Linked DNA regions of Mus musculus: all the other regions are linked to region 1. A link is a contact called in public ChIA-PET, HiChIP or PLAC-seq and promoter capture Hi-C data. All regions are on one chromosome and are shown on one strand. The core of a region is the stretch at or near the end of the contact, and the rest is flanking DNA. Distances in the headings are between cores, read along the strand shown.

Region 1 (2,700 bases), core at 11-2,510:
AGTTCTAAGCCAGCCTGGTCTACAGAGTGAGTTCCAGGACACCCAGGGCTGCATAGAGAAACCCTGTCTCAGAAAATAAATAAATAAATAAATAAATAAGTTAATTAATTAAATTTATTATCATTATTTTCTTTGAGATAGTGTCTCTCTATGTAGCTGACTGCTCTGGCTAGGTAGACCAGGCCTGCCTCTGCCTTCCAAGTGCTGGTGTTGAAGGTGTGCTTCACCAAGCCTGGCCCAATTGTCCAATTTTTAGCAAGCATGGCTTAACTAGACTCCCCTACCTTCCATCTGGGAACACCACCAATATACGCTCAGGATCCTCCTCTTCCACTATACCCCAAGGTGATGTTCCAGTACCTAACCTATCTTGAAGAGATGGCTCAGCCATTAAGAGCACCTGCTGCTCTTCCAGAGGACCCATGTTACATTCCCAGCACCCACACAGTGCTCACAACCATCTGTGACTCTAGTTTCAGGAACTCCTATCCCCTCTTCTAACCTTTGCAAGGCACTAGGGACACACATGATGCCCATGCATATCTACAGCCAAAACACTGGTACACACAAAATAAAAACCCGACTTTAAAAACACTTAAGAACCCTGTTGGGTGGAGCTAACAGCAATCACATTATACCTCAAGTTTTCTGTCTGCTGACCCTGCCTTGCTCCTTGCTCTATAAATTCCCGGTTCATGCTGAATTCAGGGCTGAGCCCAGTGTCTCAGCACCACTGCAAAACCCCACTGCAATGGTCCCTAAACCCATCATGATAGCCCTACCTTGAATAAAATCAGCCAGGCTTTCTTAAACAAGTGTCACTGATTTCCCCCTGCGCCCCCCCGCCCCCAACCCGCTTTTAACTTTCTATACATGAAACCCTAGCCAAAAAGGAGATCCTGACCGAGGTCCTTATCAAAGAAAGGGCACAACATGACCAGATGCTTGGAGATGCCTTCCTTCATCAAAACACCTGGAAAGCCAAGTGTAGCTTTACGCTCGGTTTGAGGGGTGGAAAAACAAAACAGAGGTCGGTCCAGCATCCGCCCAGAAATGCAGAACTGCTAGAAGGAAATCCCAGAAAAGGAAGAGCAGTTTTAAAAGAAAATCAAGGTGAATTCCAGGCATCCCTCCACTGGGAAGGGGGGCTTGCCGACTCCCCCCTCCCCCCCAGGTGCGCAGCCCGCGCCGCCCACCCCGGGCGCGACTAAAGCGAGGAGGAGCTGCGCTCTCTAGGACCCGAGGAGGGAGAGCTGCAGGGAGACGGAGCCTCCAGCGGGTGCTGCCGCGAGCGGCCGGCCGAGGGGGCTGGAAATGAAAGTAAAGCGCTCCGGAGCCACATGGACCGAGCTGCCCGGGCGGCGGCGCCGGGAGCAGGATGCGGCCGCCCGTAATTAAATAGCATTTACTCTTATTATTACTAATAATAATAACGTAATCATACCTCTAGTCATAGCATACCATTTATCGGGCTCGGCGCAGGCCCGCGGGGAGCGCAGCCCGGCCGAGGTGAGTGCTTTGGCGCGGCGGAGCCCCGCGGGGCAGAGGCCGGGCCACCGCGTCCCCGGCGGCGCGCAAGGTTGGGGCGCGCGAGGCTGGGGCGCCCGGGCAGGGCCGGGCAGGGCCGCGCGCGGAGGAGGCGCGGGAAGCCCCGGCCAGGCCACCTGGAAAGGCGGCTTTGCAAGAATAAAGCAATAGCACCTCCATTACCACGAACTGGGTTTTTCTGGGGGGAGGAATCTGTCTGCAGATTCCCGTACCCCTGCCCCAAAGTTTCAAAGTTATTGTGTGGCCGGGCACCTGCCGCCTGGGAGATTGGGGCTGCACTGCAGCCCCCAGGGGATGCCTTGGGATTTTTCTTCCGTGGTGTGGGGCAATCTCCCTTGCGTCTGGAGGTTTGGGTGTGCGCGCGGATGTTTTGCGGATCCCACTGCAAGGAGGTGGTCCGAGGCTGGCAGTTAGGGTCCCCCTTTCCTTTTGTATTCGCTTTGAATCCGCAGTGCCTAGAGGTAGAGGGGCCGCGGCGAGGGCCGGGGACAATGGCCGGCTGATGGGTCGCCCCAGTCGGTTACCGCGGCCACGCGAGTCCGGGGATCCGGGGCCTGCGGGCCCAGCCCTGGGGGAGGGGGCGGCAGGAAAGGGGGGCGCGGTCTGGGTCTGCTGAGCAGGAGGGCATTTCCGGTCGTGGCATCCGTCACTGGGCTCAGAGGCCTCCTGGGTGGGCAGTAACCAGGCAGGGGATTCACGGGGACTGCTGGGGACTGGGATTGTGGCGATTGAGGGGCGCCCTGGCAGGGCTGGGGGCCCTGGGGAAGCAGAGTCGACCCCGCCGCCACTGCCCTCAGCGGACACAAGGTCCCTTCTGCGATCCATAACTCTTTTTCTTTCTATCTTAGAAACCCTCAGGTTCAGGTGTTTGTAAAGTTCCTGGGTTGAGGGTCCTTCGCAGAGACAAAGCCTCCCTCCCCCCCACACCGCAGGAGTGGGAACGTGTAGAAAGAGTTCATTCTTGACAGAATAGGGTGGCCGGGGTGCCAACAGTGCCTTGATGGAGAAGACTGGGGGCTGGAGGGGCTGAAGGGGCTGGGGCTTCAAGTGGGGGAACTGGGGAACAGCTGCAAAGTGATGGGGGATTGCGGGTTTTTTTGTCGTCCCCCCCCCCCCCGGTTGTTAGCCAGGACTTAGGTGCATGGACACAAG
Region 2 (2,700 bases), core at 39-2,538, 340 kb before region 1:
TTTAAGGGAAAGCCTTGTCTCCTTAGCAAGACCCACCCCAGCTAGGGCTACAAAGTTGAAACCATATTTCAAAAGCAAGACAAAGAAACAAAAAACCCCACCTACTCTTACATAGTATTAAACAAATATCATCTAAAAACTCTGTCATTAACCAAAACACAGGAAAGTGGTGTTCAAATGTTGTATGATCATAATGAGTCTAGACAGTCAATTAGTGATTCCTTTTGTTGGACTTCTTCTTCTTCTGCCCCTCTTTGTGCTTCTTCTTTTTCCTCCTACCACCTTCTTTAAATCCTGCTGAGAAAATGGAAGGTTCCTTCTTGTTGGTGACCCAAGATGTTCCTTGTTCATTGTTGTCCACCAGAGTATATTGAGTTGTATTTGAGGAGCTGTAGGAATTTGGTGAGTAATTGTTGAACGACTGTCTTCTCCAGTTACATTTGTCTGTAAAATGCTCTTCATTTGCCACACTATTTACAAGAAAGGATATCAACTCACTGTCATCTTCAGCTTCTCTTTCTTGACGGTTCTCAAAAGCTTTCTTTGTATTAATATTTCTTCCATTAATAACTTTGCCTGAAGGTGTAATGGGTATATAGTTGCCCATTCCAGAATCATCAAGTGCCAGGGAAGAGAATGACGTAAGGCCCTCATGCCCCAATGAAACATAAGATGAATACCCTGTGTCGTAAGAGGAGAGCCCGGAAAGCGCTGGGTGGTCATAGGCGCGGGAGACGTGGGACCCTGCGCCTCTGCCTCTGCTTCCACTGGGGCTTCTTGAACTGTTTAAAAGGCCCTCGAGGGAGTCCTCAAAGAGGTGGAATGAAAACGGATCCCTTTCACCAAAAATTTCCTTAAAGACATCGTCTGCCTTCCGGAATGTGAAGCGGTACTCACGCTCATCGTCGAGATGGCTTGCACCTCTGCCGTCTAATCCTTCCTTGCCGTATTTGTCATAAATGTCCCGTTTCTCAACATTTGATAACACTTCATATGCCTCGGCGACTTCTTTGAATTTTCGCTCCGCTTCCTCTTTATTTTCTGGATTTTTATCAGGATGCCATTTAAGTGCTACTTTACGATAAGCTCTTTTAATGTCTTCTGGTGACGCATATCTCTGCACTCCTAGAACTTCATAATAGTCCACCATAGCTTGACAGTTTTAAAAACAAACACCCTTGATCGTGAGCACTGTGTTTTCGTTGCAACTCAGGCTCTGTTGCTGGTGGCAGTGGCAGAAGTGACTGCAAATAGGCATATTTTTACATTGAAGGTAATGTTAGTACTGTGGGTGAGCCACTGCTAAAAGACTTGAGGGTTCAGATTGTGTGGCAAGCAGAGGAACAAGCATATGTCAGAGCTGCATTATGGTGTCATACTGGGCTAGAGCTAGGGATTGGATCTTCTAAATGCAACTTCTCCCAAGTCATTCTGTGCGATCTATAGCTAATGGCCACAACAGTTTTTTTTATCTAATCTGACCTCCAGATTACTGAGCCTTAGTTACTGCATAGTTCTATGGTTTTGTTTGGCTGGTTGGTTGGTTGGCTTGGGTTTTTTCACTATGAAGCCCCAGCTGTCCTGGAACTTGCTTTGTAAACCAGGATGCCCTCAAACTCAGAGATCTGCCAGCCTCTGCCTCCTGGGTGCTAGAATTAAAGGTGTGCACCACTATTACCTGGCTTCTATGTTTTTATTTAGAAAAATTGAAACTTAGGAAGCTTTGCTGGGGGGCTGGAAGGATGGCTCAGAGCTTAAGAGCGCTGGCTGGTCTTCTAGAAGTCCTGAGTTCAATTCCCAGCCACCTCATAACCATCAATAATGAGATCGGATGCCCTCTTCTGACCTGCTGCCATATTTTGCAGGCAGAATGCTGTATATAATAAATAAATAAACCCTTTTTTAAATGGGGTGGGGGGCTGGAGAGATGGCTCAGTGGTTAAAAGCACTGACTGCTCTTCTAGAGGTCCTGAGTTCAATTCCCAGCAACCACATCATGGCTCACAACCATCTGTAATGGGATCCAATGCCCTCTTCTAGATTTGTCTGAAGACAGCTACAGTGTATTCATAGAAAATAAACAAACAAATAAATAAATCTTTAAAAAAGAAAAGAAAGAAAGAAGATATCCTTATTTTTCATAGTAAGAACAATGATGGAAGATCCACCAGATGGATAGACTGTTGTATAAGAGGCACCATGGGCTATGGTCTAAGGACTTCCTTGAGGTGCTGATGAGATGGCTCAGCGGTTAAGAGCACTGACTGCTCTTCCAAAGGTCCTGAGTTCAAATCCCAGCAACCACATGGTGGCTCACAACCATCTGTAACAAAAATCTGATGCCCTCTTCTGGAGTGTCTGAAGACAGCTACAGTGTGTACACATATAATAAATAAATAAACCTTTAAAAAAAATAGACTTCCTCAAGTCAGTAGCCTACTATTCAAGCTTTCTGCTGGCAGCCATTAGAAATGATACTTCAATTGTAATGGAATAAAAGGTAGTTCATGCCTGTAATCCCAACATGGAAGGCCAAGATAGGAGCATTATGGAGGGTTCCAGGCCAGCCTAGACTACAGAGGAAGACCCTGTCTCAAACCCTAATAAGGAGAGTATAAGAAATGCATAAAATATTAGTGCTATGCTCTGGTGACCCATGCCTTTAATGTCAGCAATGGGAGTAGGGGGCGGCGCAGGTGG
Region 3 (2,700 bases), core at 30-2,529, 310 kb before region 1:
TTGGGGCCTCGTATATTGTACTCTTAGTCTCCTGAATTGTAAGCCTTCCACATTGGTATAGGCAGTGAGTTCTGACTGCTGTGTGAGTATTAAGTTGTTTCATATTTACTGGTTGGCTTAGTTAGTCCCAGTGAGTACTGGAAGAAGGGAGAGTCTGTAAGTTTTGCATTTTTTTTTTAAATAGAGGAATGGATTTCATATGTTATATGAAATATCACCCACATATTATGAAAAAAATATACCACTATTCGTTTCAATCTTTTTTTTAAATATTTATTTATTTATTATATATAATTACACTGTAGCTCTCTTCAGACATTCCAGAAGAGGGCATCAGATTTCATTACGGATGGTTATGAGCCACCATGTGGTTGCTGGGATTTGAACTCAGGACCTTTGGAAGAGCAGTCGGCACTCTTAACCGCTGAGCCATCTCACCAGCCCTCGTTTCAATCTTTAACCTAACTTTAATTTATATTCCTTTCACAGCAGTATGTCCACATTCTGACTGAGTTTTGTCATTCCTAAGAGACAGCCTAGATAGTATTGTGTTCCTGTGCATTCTAGACCTAAAGAGCTCGCTCTCTACCACCAGGCCTTTTGTACACATGCGTTTTGTAAGAGGTCTTGACTTCTTTGCCAGTGTTTGAGTCAAGAAGTCCTAGACTTTGAAGTTTTCTTCTTCCATTTCTACATTAATGTTCAGAGCCAGTGTTTTAGCATCTGATGATAAATACTAATTAAGTCTTTCTCTTTGTAAATTCCTTTAAGTTCAGATAATATTGAGTGTATCGGCCTTGGGATTTTTGTAACCTGAAGAGTTTGATGAGAGACAAATGACAGGTGTCCTATACCTTCCTATGAACATCAAGTTTTGTATCATTGTTTTTTATAGGATTATTAATATTTTTTAATTATTATTATACATAAGTACACTGTAGCTGTCTTCAGATGCACCAGAAGAGGGTGTCAGATCTTATTATGGGTGGTTGTGAGCCACCATGTGGTTGCTGGGATTTGAACTCAGGACCTTCGGAAGAGCAGTCGGTGCTCTTAACCACTGAGCCATCTCTCCAGACCTTTTGTATCATTGTTAATTAACTGTATAAAAGCTGAATTGGTTTAGAACTATAATTATTGTCCTTATTGTTTCCGGTTTGCATGTGTGCATATGTTTGAGGGGTGTGTGTATGTTGTGTGTGTGTGTGTGTGTGTGTGTGTGTGTGTGATATGCAGATACTTAAGTATTTTAAGTGTATAGTTCAGTGGTTTGAGATCATCACCCAGATTTATCATCTCAAGTAAAAACTCTGTACCCAATGGGCAACTTCCCCTTTCCTCCCACACTGAGACTCTTTTTTTTTGTTTTGTTTTGTTTTGTTTTGTTTTGTTTTGTTGGGTTTTTTTTGTTTTTCGAGACAGGGTTTCTCTGTATAGCCCTGGCTGTCCTGGACCTCACTTTGTAGACCAGACTGGCCTCGAACTCAGAAATCCACCTGCCTCTGCCTCCCAAGTGCTGGAATTAAAGGCATGCGCCACCACGCCCAGCCCTTTTTCTAATTTTTATGAGATTGATTTATCTTTGTTGTTGCTACATGCACTTTTGATGTCATATCAGGAAGAAAAATCATTGGTCAAGTCACTTAATAAACACTTGCTAAGATTTTGTACTTTTTATTTATTATATGTGAGTACACTGTAGCTATCTTCAGACATTCCAGAAGAGGGCATCAAATCTCATTACTCATGGTTGTGAGCCACCATGTGGTTGCTGGGAATTGAACTCAGGACCTCTGGAAGAGCAGTCAGTGCTCTTAACCACTGAGCCATCTCGCCAGCCCTGGATTTTGTACTTTTAAATAATATGTTTAAGTTAGTGTTCCATTTTAAGTATATTTTTGTATATGGGAAGGATCTACCTAAATTTTTGCATGTCTCTTTGTTGGTTTTGTATCTTCTGTAAATTATTGAACTTAAGTTTGTGAAAGGGTCTCAGTAAATAGAGTGTGCTAACTTGAAGCTTTCCAAGTGTTGGGATTACAGATAAGTACTACCATGCCTGCTGATAGAGAAGATCTTAATCTTTTTTTACATCTTTCTGAGGTCCTACAGCCTACTCATGTAATCTACCAGAGGTGCCTTTTCAGTCATCCCTACGTGAGAGACATGCTGTTGTCCTATAATATCAAATAGGCAAGCATCCATGCATTCCTGCATCTTCAGTACGCATTGGTTTGACCAAGAAGGGGCAAGATTATTTCATTTCAAGGCATTAGAGGGTTTGCTCATTTGTTTTCATGCTTGATTTTTTTTTTTTTTTTTTTGAGGTAGAGTTTCACGGTATAGAACAGGCTAGCCCTGAACTCAAAATCCTACTCAGACTTCCAAATGCTGGTCTTAAAATGTATGCACCACCATTCTTGGTTTTATCTGTGGGTATATATGGTAGAATACTCTCTTAATTAATTTTGATAAATACAGCACTTCTTTGTGAATAGGGTGAACACACTTTTAGCCTGATCAGGCCATTACTGGTTAAAGCAAAGGATCTCTCTCATTGCAGAGCATGTTGATACAAGCCTTTACATCCTGCAGTTGGGGGGCAAAGGCAAGCAGATAGCTGTGAGTTCAAAGCTGGCCTGATCTGTACACCAGGTCCCAGGCCATCTAGAGCTACTTTGTGGGATGATGTCTACACAG
Region 4 (2,700 bases), core at 176-2,675, 480 kb after region 1:
TCATGTGGCCTGTAGTGTCTGGTTCTGCCGGGTTCGCCCCCCAGGCAAAGGACTCCGTCACTGAAGGGCCAAGTTCTTTCCCAAGCTGTTGGGTGAAGTCCACAAGCCCAGTAGAGATCCCTGGGTTCCAGCCTCCACTGCTGCTATTGCTCTGGGCCAGCTGTCTTGGTGGTCACCAGCTCGGTGGAGCCCAGTTCTGTGGCGGGCACCGGGACGCTGTGGCGTGGCAGGGCGCTGTCTGCATCTTCTTTGAGCGGAGGCCAGGTAGGAGCTGAGGCATGAGGGGTTTCTGAGGAGGGTACAAAGACATTTTCCAGGGACTCTGGGGTGGGAGAGGGAGCAGGTAAGATAAGGCAGGAAGGACGGAATCACAGCCCCCCCCCCCCACGCCCGTTCTAGAAGCCTCCTCTGGGACGGCCCTAGGAGGAGGACGGGGAACAGCACGTGACAGGTCTTCAACACAGGAAGTGCTGAGTTCAGAGACTTGATAAGATGAGGTGAGGGAGAGGGGTGTCTGGTCAGCCCACAGGGCATAACCTAGCATCAGGCCCTTGGGCTCCCAAATGTCAGGGCAGACACCTCCGTCCCAAACATCTCTTTTTGGCCTCTGGGTCTTCTTGCTTGGATTAAGGCTTGGGCTGTACTGTCCTCCCTGCTTTATGACAGCATCAGAGTCAACTCCAGGTCTCCCTCAGTCCTGTGTCGTCCCCCCCCCAACCCCCCCAACCCCCCCCCCAACCTCCCCTAGCCCCGGCAGTTCTCACCTTGCTGGACTCCTTCTGAAGTGTCTGGGGAGGCCGTCCTGAGCTGTTGACGCCACCTCCAGCTCACCAGACTCACTAGACCCACCAGGGTCAGCGCCAGTATCAGTCCCAGGAGTGCGGGGGCACCGACGAGCAGCGCCACGTCGGGTCTCAGCGCGGAGCCCTCCTGAGGCTGCAGAGCTGTCCCAGGCTCCAGGCTGCTTGCTGTTGGCAGAGCGGATAAGGGGATGTGGGGATGAGGGGGATAAAGGGATGGGGGAGGGGGAGACGGAGAGGGACGGGGGAGGGGGAGGGGGAGGAGGAGGGAAAGAGAGATGGGGAGGGGGGAGGGAGAGACTAACAGTGAGGGATGTGGGAGACCATTGGCTCCAGGGTCAGCAGAGGAGCATGCGGCGCTGGTAGGCTGGATACCTCAGGCAGGTCGCGCCTATCCCCATGCCTTTGCTTACTATGTCCAGTGTCCGGCGTGTGGAAGAGCTCACAGGACACGCAGTTTCTCACCAGAGGGTCGAAGCACTCGGTCTGATTGCACTGGGTGGGCACCGAGCTGTCCCGGCTCCTCTGGCTTCGGACCCGGAGTCTCCTGGCGCCCATGTCGCCGCCTCATGCAGCTGGGACAGTTCCGAGTCTGGGCTGTGTGCCCTGTAGTCTAGAATGAAACCGCGACGCAGCATCCTCCGCCCCGCCCTTGCCTGCTGGGGTGGGACCACTGGGGTGGAGCTGCGACCTCGCCTGGAACCCCAGACCTCTTTCACCTGTGGTTCCTGCATTAAACCACTCAACTGTCACCGCAGACGACAGACAGCTGAGCATCATCTGCGCTGGGGGTCACACTGGAGCCTGCTCTTGGACAGCAGAGGGACCCTGTAGCCGCCTACCTTTTCCAGCCCCCTGCTGCTGTGCCTCACCAAGACCAATTGTTTCCACTAACCATCTGCCTCCAAGTCCCTCCTGCTTCCTGCTCTGCCCTTCCCAGGGTTGAGACATCAGATCATCTTGAGTGGCCCATGGGAATGCCCACAGGGGTGCTGGAGGGACACCGATAAATAAAAGACTTCCTAATCTCACTGCCCTCTCTAATCTTCCATATCCATGCCCTCTGCCCTGCCCTACCTCCTGGGCAGAGTCCCCTTTGAGAGTAATGGGGACAGATTGCCAGTCATCCTGGACTCCACGGGAGTGGGTAGGCACGGGGTCTGGCCTGAGGTCCACCAGTGCCAGTCAGCACCAACCATAACAGGAAGGTTCGATTGAGAAAATGACATGGTGTTGGTAGAGAGGTAAAGACTAGTGGCCAGTGTAGGGTAGAACGTGAGCAAAAGCCCGGTGCCTTAAATGGGGAGGCTAAGTTGTGCTCAGACCTGTGGGGCAGGCTGGACCAGCAGAAAACTTGGACTCTGGTCGCAGGGTGCTGGAGAGCCACACTAGCTTTCAGCAAGCAGAGCCCTGGGAAGACCTGAGGATTAGCAAGGGACCTCCCTGTCCCTGCAGGTCCTTTCTTAGATCATAAGCTTGTTCACATCTGTGCCTGTTGTATCAGGCTCTGCCCCCCCCCCCCCAAACCTCCATGTTCTCTCCCACTTGTCTCTCTCATCAGCGTCTCTCAGACCCAGCCCCAGTCACAGTCACACAAACAAGCTCTCTGGGGGTCTTGGGATATGTGCAGCCCCCTCCCCAGGGGTCATGGCCTGGGAAATGCCAGAGGGAGCTGCCAGCTAGGAGCTGGGGCCTGGAGTTCCCTGGTGGGCCTCAAGGTGGGCCATATAGACCTCTGAGCCCTCAGGGCTAGGGGCTTAGAGATATCTTTAGCAGCTGCAAGGGGCAGGGAAACATGCCCTCCAGGCCACACATACTGGAAACCAACCAACGTGGCCACTGCTTGAGGAGTGCTGAGAGAAAGGTGAGAGCGGCGTTGCTAGGGATAGATGGATGGGGT
Region 5 (2,700 bases), core at 4-2,503, 260 kb before region 1:
CATGTGCTGGGCTTCATCTGTGATAGACAAGCACTCTACCAACTGAGCTACATTCCCCTACCATTTTGGTTTTGGTTTGGTTTTGGTTTTTGGTTTTGGTTTTTTCGAGACAGGGTTTCTCTGTGTAGCCCTGGCTGTCCTAGAACTCACTCTGTAGACCAGGCTGGCCTCAAACTCAGAAATTCGCCTGCCTCTGCCTCCCAAGTGCTGGGATTAAAGGTGTGTGCCACCACTGCCCATGCGCCACCACACCCAGCTCATTCCGCCACCTTTTATTTATTTATTTATTTATTTATTTTCCTTCAGTAACAGCTGAAAAGCAGAAAAATGCTTTAAGAAAACAATGTCAGCCAGGCATGTTAGCTCAGGCTTTTAACCCTAGAACCCAGAGGTTGAGGCAGTTCTCTATGAATTATAGGCCAGCCTGGTCTACATAGTGAGTTCCAGGATATCCTGAGCTACATAATTGAGAGATTCTGTCTTGAAAAAAAAAATTAACCTCAGCACTCAGGAGGCAGAGGTAGGCAGTTCTCTGAGTTCAAGGCCAGCCTGGTCTACAGAGTGAGTTCCAGGACATCCAGGGCTACACAGAGAATCTCTGTCTCAAAAAGTCAAAAAAAGAGAAAAGGAAGGAAGGAAGCAAGGTGGGCAGGCAGGCAGACAGGCAGGCACATATCCAGCACAGCGCAGAGAAACACGCTGCCTGCCTCACTAGGAGCATGCACAGGTTCACTGGCACGCCTCTCTACTCCCAGCGCCACACCTGAACACAGAAGATAAACTGCCGCAGGGAGACTTGGAATTACCAGAGCAGGAACACATAAATTCAGCTTTTGACTTTCAGAATGAACTCTTGAGACCCATAAGGGGAGAAAACATAAATAAAACAAGCCGGAAGCAGATCTGTTTATTCAACAACCATTTGTGAAGCTCCCTCATAGGAGCTGGGAGCAGTTAAAAGGGTGGGACTCAATCTGTGTGGTGAAGGTGGTGCTTGGCCTAGTCCACCACGAAACCAGTTCCGGAAGAGTAGTGGGGAGCAGAGGGGAGCAGAGGGGAGCAGGGGGAGCCAGAGGGAGAGCATGGGGGAGCAGAGGGGAGCAGGGGGGAGCAGAGGAAAACAGGGGGAGTAGGGGGAGTAGGGGGGAGGCAGGGGGAGCAGGGCTGGGTCAGGCAGGACCTTCAGAACAGGCCTGTTCCTGGAGAAGATGACATTAGAACAGAGCTTTGAAAGCGGGCATGGCCTTTTGGACCCAGGTCAGATGTTGGGGATAGAAGTGACATAGACAAGGGCTACAGTGAAACCTGTGAGCTGTGCTGGGCTCTGGGCAGGCAGCGATTGCACAATACACTTGGCACATAGCATTGGGTTGGTTCAAAATGGTAAAGAAAAAAAGAGGTGACGTTTTAAATGAGCCAAGTGTTTCTTCTTCTTTTTTTTTTTTTTTATTGGTTTTTCGAGACAGGGTTTCTCTGTGTAGCCCTGGCTGTCCTGGAACTCATTCTGTAGACCAGTCTGGCCTCGAACTCAGAAATCCGCCTGCCTCTGCCTCCCGAGTGCTGGGATTAAAGGCATGCGCCACCACGCCCAGCTAAGCCAAGTGTTTCTTTTCTTGAACTTAAAGTACTCTCCGATGACACCCTCAGCCCGAGAGTCTCTGCCATAGTCCCTAACTCTACACAGCTGCAGCCTCCTGCTTGCCATGGCTCCCTCCTCTGCCGCTGGCACAGAGGCCTGCTTGCTACCCTGGTTTCTTCCTGTCACTGCCCTGCATTAGGTTGATTTGGTGCTTAGCACAGTGTCTGTGTCCCTCCCCCACCCCACCCCCCCACCCCCGTCCCCCCGTCCCCAGTGAACTTGACATACACAGGCTCATCACAATTGGATGCAAGCACCCAAAGATGAGCTTGGTGCTTATCTGTGGCTTTGTTATCTTTGCCAAGTGCTAGGCTGTTGTGGACAGTCTTTGTCACCTCTTAGAGAGCCGTATTGATGTCCATTACGCTTCCAGCTGCAATGGCTGCACCATGGGCGTGGGTTACAGGTGAGGCTGTCCTGGACTTGCTTCATAGACCAGGTTGACCTTGAACTTACACAGATCCAGCTGCCACTGCCTCTGCCTCCCAACTGCTGGGGTTAAATAAAGGTGGGCACCACCACACCTGACTGAGGCTGAATCTTGCGTGCACCAGAGCCTCTGCCTCCAAGAACTCAGCTGTAGCAGGGGAGAAAAAGCCAAGGGTGACTTCTTAGTGTTTGTCCTAAGTGACAGGGGGATGATGGAGCAATGCATTTGGAGACTGGCAGAGTGGAGTTTCAACACCTATCTGCAGATGTCCTCCATGTATGGTTAGAGCCCTGTGGGCTTGGGGGTACTGCAGGTGAAATATTCTAAGCATGGGGCTATGGAGTGGCTGTCCATGAAAAAAAGTGTTCCTAGAGCCCCAAGGGGACCGAAGCCCATCCCACTCCACGCTGCCCCAAGCCTCCATTTTACAGATTACACTCACCATTTACTTGCCTAGCCCTGTAGACTCTGATCATCCTTTAATCTGCCCTAGTCTCTCGCCCTCCTAGTATGTCATGTGCTCCTACTACCATGTTCCGAATGCCCAAAGCCTTTCATTAACAGAGTCAAATCCCTGAATGAAGAGGAAACTTAAGGGTTCTATGGGAAGTCGGTTGGATGGTGTATTGCT
Region 6 (2,700 bases), core at 138-2,637, 270 kb after region 1:
AGTGAGCAACAGCCTCAGTCAGGTATTTGTGTTTTTAACGAACATCCTAGATGATTCTGATGGGAAACCACATTTAGAAACCACTCGCTGCCCCAGGGTTAAAGGATTAGTAAGTTCAACTCAGTGACACATCACAAATGGATGTCCTCAAAACTTGCCTTGCTTCCTTGATCCCTGCCCCTTGTGTTCCTTAAGAAATAGGCCTTCCTCCAATGTCTCCAGGAAACACTATAGCTATTTATTGAATGATGCAAAACTATGTCAGTTTCAATCCCTGAAATCCATTCCTGTCCACCATTACCTGAAATGACAAGCCTGACAAATCCTATATGACAGACATTTTGGTATTTGACTTGAAGTGAAGTTGGACCTACACTGAAGGGCTCTTTTTCTCTCTCAGCATGAAACCATTTGAACTGAGCACAACCGATATCCTCACCGATACAGCATCCGGTCCTCCCCCAGAACTGCTTTCTTACCATCTGGTCAAAAGCAATTAACTGTTGAGCGAAAATTGCATCGTCGGACAGAACGTAATTAGTTCCAAGATCTGGCTCAGGGTGACCTGACTTGACCTAACCTGGAGCCGGCAAGGGCTCAAGCCTTCCACCGCTCTAGCGCTCTCTTCCCATCCACTCCAAGGACTGCAGAGGGAATTTCCTTTTGGCGCGGAGGGCAGTCGCTCCGAGGGACACCAGAGGATCTCGTCTGCAGTGTTGCTTCCACCACCAGGGACACGAGCTGGAGGTATCCTCACTTTCTCTACTTTGAGCTAAAGAAGCAGGGTTCCCTGGCTTCTTGGGGAATCCACCAAGATCAGTCGGCTAGCCCCAGTCTCTAGCTGAAGAGGAGCTTGCTCTCAGCCGGAGCGTGTGTCTCCTTGGCTTAGATCATGAAGCTGGACAGGGGTTCAGGGAATCCCACCTCACTGTCCTTGCCCTAGTGGATCTTTCCTACCACCCATGGGCCCGTCTTCCCCCACCCCCCTCGGTGGATCGCTTCCAGCGGCCACCTGCCTTCTTCCCACTGACCCCGGTCCCCTCACCCAGCATGATGGGGCTGAGCCGGCGGGCCAGGCCCTTGGACAGGTCGTACACGTAGAGCTTCACCGGATAGAGATTTGGCGGCTCCATCAGGACCCGTGGCGGCGGCCACGATGGCCCTCGGGCACCCGGCAGCGGCTTGGACCTTCCGGTACCCGACCGGGGTGGGGAGAAGAGGGAGCGGGGGACCGAGCCGGGGCCCGGCCTGAGGGCGGGGGAGAGGCGGCCCTGCGCTGCTCGCGCCCGGACACCCGCGACCGGCAACGACTACTGTGAGGTGACAGAGAGAGAGATCCCAGAGACTCCGCACGGAACAGGGGGCAGGGGCGGGGACGCACTTTCACGCATGTGCGTTCGGTGCTGACGGGTTTCGGGGGCGGAGCTTCAAGCGAGGGGCGGGGCTTTCTCTGGCCGCAAGCGTTCCAGTTTAGGGAACAGGGGGTGGAAGCGGGAAATGCGAGTGGGCGTGCCCGCTTGAAGGGTCGAAGGGCGTGTTGTGCGTGATGACGCAACGTCGCTGATTGGGCGAGAGACAAGGAGCCCGCGTGGACGTGGTGCCCACCTTCTGCTGTCCCAGTGGCTTGCCCGCCTGCGGTTAAGGTAGGTTCGCCGCACCACATGTGTTGGATGAGGCCTGCCTTGGTGGCTTGCTTGCACGCTTAGTGTCGCGCGACCCCTGGCCTCACCACGGAGCAGCGCTGTCGACCTGCAGGACCTGGGTCATGCTCCTTTCTCCCCAGAAGGCGGAACAGGACTGGTGGTTGAGCCAATCTCTAGCTGAAGGTTGGGGGAGAAATGAAGACGAATGTTTCAGCCAGAGCACCAAGTACCGTCCCAGTCCAGTTGGAGCTCGAGATAGGACCTTCAGTGCTGAGCCGCTATGTTATACCTCGCCCTCACCCCTAGCCATTTTGGTCCTGCAGCATCCTTAAGGGATAGCCAAGGGGAGGTTGTTGCAGCAATGACCCCATGCACATTTCTCTTGCCTCTCCAATGATATGGAGAGCTTTGGAGGAAGCAGGAGCCATCATTCACATTCTTTATTAGTGACCCGAGCATTTAGAACAGATCTAAAGAGAACCCAGAAGTCTGTCTGTCTGTCTCTCTTTTTTTTTCTGGTGTGTGTGGCATAGGTCCGGGTACACTGTAGGAAAGCGCATTACCACAGAGCTACCTGCCTTGGTTTTTTTTTTTTTTTTTTTTTTCATTTAAATTCATAACTTCTCTCACCTAGTGAGCAAACCAACATGTCAGAGTGGGAGTCCTACTACAAAACTGAGGGCGAGGAAGAGGAAGAGGAGGAGGAGAGCCCCGACACAGGTGGTAAGTGGCCTGTGTGGAAGATTTTCGCTGTGTACTTTTTTTTTTGCTGGGAGCACTTTATGTTGTCTGATATCCCTCCCTTTTCTCCTCAGATAATCTAAAATATTTTTTCTCCCTTTGAGTTTTACAGTTATTATTTAGATCCTATTTCACTCTATGAACATTCCTAACCCTATTTTCCTTTTTTTTTTTTTACTAACCACGATAGAGAATTTATTAATCTTCAATAAATGACTCTGTCCATGGTAATATTTGTCACTTTATTTTTTACATATTTTTGATTGTTTAAAAAAATCTACTTATTTTTATTTTATGTATGTGTGTACACCTCTGT

What was found. Promoter capture Hi-C pulls out the DNA fragments that hold promoters and counts their contacts. ChIA-PET counts read pairs in DNA pulled down with a chosen protein or histone mark. HiChIP or PLAC-seq counts read pairs in DNA pulled down with a chosen protein or histone mark. Capture Hi-C pulls out chosen DNA fragments and counts their contacts.
Region 2: a contact with region 1 is called in a promoter capture Hi-C map of pancreatic islet. The contact joins the promoter of Dnajb7 here to the promoter of Zc3h7b in region 1. A contact is called at or near these places in 19 of 39 promoter capture datasets (the 3T3-L1 cell line, the C10 cell line, the HPC-7 cell line and 13 more), 1 of 484 Hi-C or Micro-C datasets (LSK cells), 4 of 115 datasets of contacts at active chromatin or transcription factors (the 230-238 cell line, bone marrow-derived macrophages, embryonic stem cells and 1 more) and 3 of 9 other capture datasets (adipose tissue, liver and pancreatic islet).
Region 3: a contact with region 1 is called in an H3K4me3 HiChIP or PLAC-seq map of bone marrow-derived macrophages, with 3 times the contacts expected there. The contact joins the enhancer-like site here to the promoter of Zc3h7b in region 1. A contact is called at or near these places in 16 of 39 promoter capture datasets (the 3T3-L1 cell line, 3T3-L1-derived adipocytes, the C10 cell line and 10 more), 1 of 15 datasets of contacts at CTCF or cohesin (large pre-B cells) and 5 of 115 datasets of contacts at active chromatin or transcription factors (the SCID.adh cell line, astrocytes, bone marrow-derived macrophages and 2 more).
Region 4: a contact with region 1 is called in a promoter capture Hi-C map of stem cell-derived epiblast-like cells, with 3 times the contacts expected there. The contact joins the promoter of Tnfrsf13c here to the promoter of Zc3h7b in region 1. A contact is called at or near these places in 2 of 39 promoter capture datasets (fetal liver and stem cell-derived epiblast-like cells).
Region 5: a contact with region 1 is called in a promoter capture Hi-C map of liver, with 2.6 times the contacts expected there. The contact joins the enhancer-like site here to the promoter of Zc3h7b in region 1. A contact is called at or near these places in 4 of 39 promoter capture datasets (embryonic stem cells, liver and stem cell-derived epiblast-like cells), 1 of 484 Hi-C or Micro-C datasets (differentiating embryonic stem cells), 1 of 115 datasets of contacts at active chromatin or transcription factors (bone marrow-derived macrophages) and 2 of 9 other capture datasets (adipose tissue and liver).
Region 6: a contact with region 1 is called in an RNA polymerase II ChIA-PET map of effector CD8 T cells, with 7 read pairs. The contact joins the promoter of Desi1 here to the promoter of Zc3h7b in region 1. A contact is called at or near these places in 2 of 39 promoter capture datasets (cranial neural crest and erythroid cells), 1 of 484 Hi-C or Micro-C datasets (forebrain), 10 of 115 datasets of contacts at active chromatin or transcription factors (the SCID.adh cell line, bone marrow-derived macrophages, effector CD8 T cells and 4 more) and 2 of 9 other capture datasets (adipose tissue and liver).

Annotation. Positions count from the first base shown.
Region 1 is chr15:81,743,838-81,746,537 of GRCm38.p6, forward strand. It overlaps Zc3h7b (zinc finger CCCH type containing 7B), which reads left to right and starts at 1,261. Exons shown (of 23, transcript NM_001081016.2): 1 at 1,261-1,509.
Region 2 is chr15:81,406,985-81,409,684 of GRCm38.p6, forward strand. Dnajb7 (DnaJ heat shock protein family (Hsp40) member B7) reads right to left here and starts at 1,289. Exons shown (of 1, transcript NM_021317.2): 1 at 104-1,289. The coding sequence starts at 1,150. The coding sequence ends at 212. All of the region lies in intron 1 of Xpnpep3 (X-prolyl aminopeptidase 3, mitochondrial), which reads left to right.
Region 3 is chr15:81,433,407-81,436,106 of GRCm38.p6, forward strand. The region is part of intron 4 of Xpnpep3 (X-prolyl aminopeptidase 3, mitochondrial); the gene reads left to right. Among named protein-coding and RNA genes, the nearest start is that of Gm17025, 13 kb to the left of the region's middle. Within about 2 kb of position 1,280, at least 1 of the 459 cell types and tissues checked has an H3K27ac peak or open chromatin away from gene starts, as enhancers often do. A contact at or near this core is called in bone marrow-derived macrophages, where this site is marked.
Region 4 is chr15:82,222,955-82,225,654 of GRCm38.p6, forward strand. It overlaps Tnfrsf13c (tumor necrosis factor receptor superfamily, member 13c), which reads right to left and starts at 1,426. Exons shown (of 3, transcript NM_028075.3): 1 at 1,214-1,426; 2 at 765-968; 3 at 1-322. The coding sequence starts at 1,358. The coding sequence ends at 144.
Region 5 is chr15:81,484,363-81,487,062 of GRCm38.p6, forward strand. No RefSeq gene overlaps it. Among named protein-coding and RNA genes, the nearest start is that of Rbx1, 19 kb to the left of the region's middle. Within about 2 kb of position 1,254, at least 16 of the 459 cell types and tissues checked have an H3K27ac peak or open chromatin away from gene starts, as enhancers often do. A contact at or near this core is called in liver, where this site is marked.
Region 6 is chr15:82,014,833-82,017,532 of GRCm38.p6, forward strand. It overlaps Desi1 (desumoylating isopeptidase 1), which reads right to left and starts at 1,388. Exons shown (of 6, transcript NM_134095.3): 1 at 1,046-1,388. The coding sequence starts at 1,133. It overlaps Xrcc6 (X-ray repair complementing defective repair in Chinese hamster cells 6), which reads left to right and starts at 1,537. Exons shown (of 13, transcript NM_010247.2): 1 at 1,537-1,643; 2 at 2,278-2,366. The coding sequence starts at 2,291.